Regions from separate parts of the Zea mays genome. Here region 1 is linked to region 2. A link is a contact called in public Hi-C data. All regions are on one chromosome and are shown on one strand. Each heading gives the region's core, a stretch centred on a gene start, on an enhancer-like site or on the middle of the called end of the contact. The rest is flanking DNA. Distances are from core to core; before and after follow the strand shown. Region 1 holds the start of LOC103638954 (cortical cell-delineating protein-like). Region 2 holds the start of LOC100275618.

Evidence for each region. A called contact is a pair of places that touch in the nucleus more often than the background predicts.
Region 1: a contact with region 2 is called in a Hi-C map of leaf mesophyll, with 2.2 times the contacts expected there. The contact joins the promoter of LOC103638954 here to the promoter of LOC100275618 in region 2. A contact is called at or near these places in 2 of 25 Hi-C or Micro-C datasets (ear and leaf mesophyll).

Annotation. Positions count from the first base shown.
Region 1 is chr9:122,462,569-122,465,268 of Zm-B73-REFERENCE-NAM-5.0, forward strand. LOC103638954 (cortical cell-delineating protein-like) reads left to right here and starts at 1,324. Exons shown (of 1, transcript XM_008661740.2): 1 at 1,324-2,093. The coding sequence starts at 1,438. The coding sequence ends at 1,827.
Region 2 is chr9:122,222,194-122,224,893 of Zm-B73-REFERENCE-NAM-5.0, forward strand. It overlaps LOC100275618, which reads right to left and starts at 1,318. Exons shown (of 4, transcript NM_001149666.2): 1 at 956-1,318; 2 at 574-663; 3 at 174-489. The coding sequence starts at 663.

The DNA.
Region 1 (2,700 bases), core at 74-2,573, 240 kb after region 2:
ACAATAATGGCCGCTAGATATAGAGAGCAAGCGAAAATTGACTAATCCTTTGGCAGTTTGGATTTCTGGCACTAAAAAAATACAAGGAAATTTCTGTTGGTTTGGTGTAGCGTTCGCTCCGAGCTAGCTCTGCGGCGTTCGCTAGCAAACACACACACAGGCAGCGAACTGCAAAATATCAGGCACGAACCACGCAAGGTTGCTTCGCGATCAACGACTAGGCGTCACGGGTGATAGTATGAGAACACATCGTCACATGCAACCCAGCTGGAGTAGTGTGGGACTGCCCATACATGCGACTTCAAGCCGACTCGATCGGTTGATGATTTCAGAGTCACACTTCTTCATCATTTCGCAACTAAATGTATATTAATTAGCGGAGAACTTCCATCAGATCCGATCATGCACGAACATCGGTGTTCTTGCTAGCACAACCGGCAGGCAAAATAACGAAATAATCAACCAGAATCACACGACACACATCTGCATGATTTTTATTCAGTGAATACGAAGTAATCAACCAGAATCAACAAGAACGGAAAGCGGGTAGCGTTTTGTTCAATCGTCTATATGAAAGGTCAGTAAATACATGATTTTTTATTGACCACCATAGACTTAAGAAAACTGCTAGTAAAGATACATCTGCATGCACTGATGGTTTATAGTAGCCATGGGCTCGTAGTTTTCATTTCTACTAGTGCATGTATATTATAAACTGCCATTTAAAAATCGTAAGTGCCAGCGAAAATCAATTGTGTGCTAGCTACTAGCTAGTAGTGGTGCTTAAGTTGATCATACATTCATTCAGTGAACACCGAAACATGTGAAAGAAGAGCGTCTTAACCTATTTACAGGTCAACAGCGCATACCTCTAAATTAAAAGTAAACCTGAGATTTACCAAAATTCAGTGTCTACGATATGATTTTTTCTACCTCGTAAAGTTATAATCAGTGTGATAGATCCTTTTATATCCCTTTATGATGTACACCGGTAAGGCAATTAAGTAAAACGTGTCAAGTAGTAAATATATATAAGTTGGCAACTCACGAGATGCATGGCAGGAGTCCTGACCCATCACGGGCTATAGCTATAGCTCTTGTTACGTGAATTCAGCATGATTGCTCAACTTGATTCTGTATTTCCACATGGGGAACAATTGGCATATCTCCCGCTAATAACTGGCGCGTTCAGATACAACCATGCAATGACCAGATCGATCGAATCACACACACACATGCATTGGAGCATTCATGTGCGAATGCCGCCAAGCACGAAAGCATCTCCCTCCACACCATCCATCAGCTATAAAAACCAAGCCAAACACCCTGTGAAAACCATCCCAAAGAGCACGCAGCGCAGCACTGAAGCACCACTTCCTGCACTCACTGCTAGCTGCTCACACCGTGCTAGTAACAGTCCATCACCAGTCACCACCAATGGCTCCCAAGGTTGCGCTCTTCCTTGCCCTCGGCCTTCTCTTCGCTGCCGCCGCGAATGGCTGCGAACCCTACTGTCCCGGCCCAGTCGTCCCAACGCCGCCAGTCGTGCCGACGCCGTCGTCGCACAGCCACGGCCGCTGCCCGATCGACGCGCTCAAACTCAAGGTGTGCGCCAACGTGCTAGGCCTCGTCAAGGTCGGCCTGCCCCAGCACGAGCAATGCTGCCCACTGCTGGAGGGGCTGGTGGACCTCGATGTCGCACTGTGCCTCTGCACCGCCATCAAGGCCAACGTCCTCGGCATCCACCTCAATATGCCCCTTAGCCTCAACCTCATCCTCAACAACTGCGGCAAGATTTGCCCGGAGGACTTCACTTGCCCCAACTAATTGAGCTGAATATGGAGATAAAACCAGCATCCAAGGAATGTACCCCTTAATATTCGATCTCGCGATTCTGATTGTGACTTGATCATCATCACTGTTTATCTATTTTTATATTTTATACTTAATTATCAATAAGAAACATTCACATTTTTTGTTTTGAGAAAGAGGGCAAAATATGTGCACCATTACTGTTTTAGAACAATCGTGTTCTCTGTCTCCCTGAGGAGTTTTCCGGGAGGTATCTATAAGACAGAACGAGCGTTGATCAATAAATCTCGTTGCCCTCCTAGTCAGTCAGAATCTTCCTTTGTTGCATATCTAGCTAGGTGGCATGCAGCGTACACGTGACGGGGGAGATGCCTCTCGACCTCTTAATAAAGTCGGATTAAAACAAGTCTATGGACATATCAATATAATTAAAGAGTTAATTAAATAGACACTACAAAATCGAGTGAAATGTTGAGCTATTACAGTGGTGGCAGCGACCTCTCCTTCAGTTCAAAAGGTATCAGTTGACAAAAAGATTGAGAAAGTGTAGGATAAGATCCAGTTGGTATATATGATCTTTATGTGTACATGAAATTCAATATCCGTGTGATTGGTGGTGCGCGTCCGAGCGTGCAAAACTCATTTGTTTCAAAAATCCCATGGACCAGTATGTTTGGTTGCTTGAATATGTTCTTGGGCCAGGCAGTGTTCATGCAAAAGGTTGGCCTCAGCCAGGCCCATGGGATACGCCCAAAGACTGCGTTCTTCATGAGCCTTGTTGTGCTCATCACTGGCTAGACCCTCCTCATCCCCGAGGCTGCATCAGCGTGTGATAGGGTTTCTCATTTGTAGCTGTCACTGTCGAGGTTTCCCTCTCCCGCATCCTCT
Region 2 (2,700 bases), core at 68-2,567:
ATTCATTAATTGAGCTCTACATCCGTTTTTCAACAAAGGCTCAACTTATCGGCACATATGCATGAGAAATCAATAGTCATAAAATAGGTCGTACAAGATAACAGCAACATGCTTGCATCTAAGTAGTTCTGAAACATGTTAGCACAAGACACAAAGGTTAAATAGACACTCACCAACACTTACGCGCGATGTCTTCCAGTCTCTACACAACTGAAGAGACTCTGCAAGTGAGTTGTTCTGTGGAGAAACATCCTGAGACTTGCCATTTTGGTTGGCAAGGTTGCCAAGGCCAGAGCAACCGATAGCTTCCACGGCATCACCATAAACCGATGGCTTCTCCAAGTCAATCACTTCGCGATAAGCATCAGATTTCCTCCGGATTGAACTCCTAACATCTGAACTCAGTTCCACAATTCCGGACAACGATTTACGTTTATTGTAGTTGGTGGAAACTTCTTGGGTTTGATTGCGCTTCGAACCCAAGTTCATCTGGGGCACCAAAAACCCTTACTTTAGCAAGATAAAAATAGAGCAATTTACATGGGAGGAAAAAAATCTAGCTATTCTCCTCACCAGCTTATGCTCATGAACAGAGTGCAGGCTACTAAGTGAACTGCTAGACTGCTTCCAGAAAGAAGCATAAAACTTATTCAGATCCTCCATCTGCAAAAAGGATATCGCATCACATTCATGTTCGTCGCAACCCAAAGGAACCTCGCAATCCAATTTTACCAAAGTTTGTTAACCCTACCTCAGCAGCTTACAAGCATAAACACGAAACCGACCTTAATTTGGCAACTAACCAAATCTCCCTATCCTTTTCTTTTGGTTGTCTCCGTGAAGAACAACCGCTTCCTAGCTACCGAAGCAACAGGAGAAGCTCTAATACATACATAAAACAGGAAAACATAAAAGGAGAGATTATTGCGCATAATAAACAGGGAGAAAAGGAAACCTTTCCGTTGGATATTTCTTTGTCGCGCCTCCCCTCGTCGAACTCCGTCTCGGATCTTCTGATTTTTTTCGCGGCTGGATACTGGTGCAGACGGCTGCCCGTAGCGCCAGCCGTCAGCACAGCCCCAGCGGCTTCTTTCTTTCTTTTTTTTTCCGTCTTCTTTCCTGTTTCTCTCTCGGCTCACATGCCTTTTTTCACCTGCCTTGATTTACTGCTGCATGGGCAGTGGGAGATGGGGATCTAATCTTTTCTAGGGCTCTGCGAACCTGTCGTTGCCGCTTGCATATGCAAGGAAGGAGCGAGGTGAGGTTGGGGACCGAGATGTGTCAAATCTGCCACTTTGTGGTCAAGAATCACAATTCCGGAGGAGGAAGTAGGTGTTGTTGGGTGTTACTGGTATTTCCTATTAAAACATGTGCATGGATATATCTGGCTCAAATGATCAAATCTGCGTTCCGAAAGCCACTATAGCTCATAATCTCTGTCGTCAACTATTTTTTTTCGTCTCAAAAAAAGGTATATCTGCAGTTTAGTTACTTTTTATGTGTTCCTTTGGATTTGTACCTTCAACACTGGTAGTGATGGCTGATGGTACGGTCCACCGCAACAAATACTACATGGTACGCAGGCGCAGTACATTAGGGAAAAGCTGGTGCACCCTATTAATTTTTAGTCAAGTGGTATTGAATGTTTAAATACTAGTTAGATGTATTAAATATAATCTAAATACAAAACTAATTATATGGATGAGGACTAAATGGTAAAACAAGTTTTAAATTTAATTAATACATGATTCGATCATGTGACCTATAATAATGTTTACTGATTATGAATTACTTAGGGTTAAAAAAATTCTCACGTCATTTAATCTTGACTTGTGTAATTAGTTTTATAATTAAACTACATCTAATATTTATAATAGATATTTAAATATTTAATATATCACGGGCTAAACTTTAGATCCTACTACCAAACAGCTGGCATAGGCGAATACCGGAATAGTATCTCTGAACAGATTTTAAGCGTCGCCCTGAAAAGCCAATCGTGTTTTGTCCCCTCAGCTCCTGATGCTTCGCAGAGTGGACGATCCATATAATAATTCTTCTGGCCCACAGACAGAACCAGGTCCATCGTCCTTTTTTATTTTATTTATAGCAGAAAAGGCTGTGAAGTGTCACGTACACGTACTCACGTAAAAAAATTATTGTACATTGAAACTGGAGAACTTTCCACGTTCCAAACGAAGGCTGACCTCTCGATCTAGTCCATTCAGAATTTCAGATGGAACGTACCTGCTGCGTAATCCACAATCTATGTACCGCAAACTTCAGAGTTTCATATCCTAGTCATCTACTCATCTCAGTATATCTCTATGCTATGTAGCCGCATAAAACATGTTGCACGGTAGACAATACTTTTTATAGAGTGGATTTTAAAATAAAAGGTGGAATATAAGAACCGCTGAAGATAGCTTAATACCTAGAAGATCTAAAGATTTGTTATATATACTATTAAAGCGTCTCCAACAATGTCTAAAACTGGTGTCTTAAATTAAAACATATGACTCTATGTAGAAAAAATTACTCCAACAATGACTAATTTTATAAAATTTGATAAAAAAAAATTATAAAACAATCTCTCAAGTACCTCAAAAATAATAGATCGTAGTGGAATGCCATATAAACTAGATTTATGACTTTACTGTTGCAGCAGAATATTTTATTGGTGTACTAAATCCTACAAAA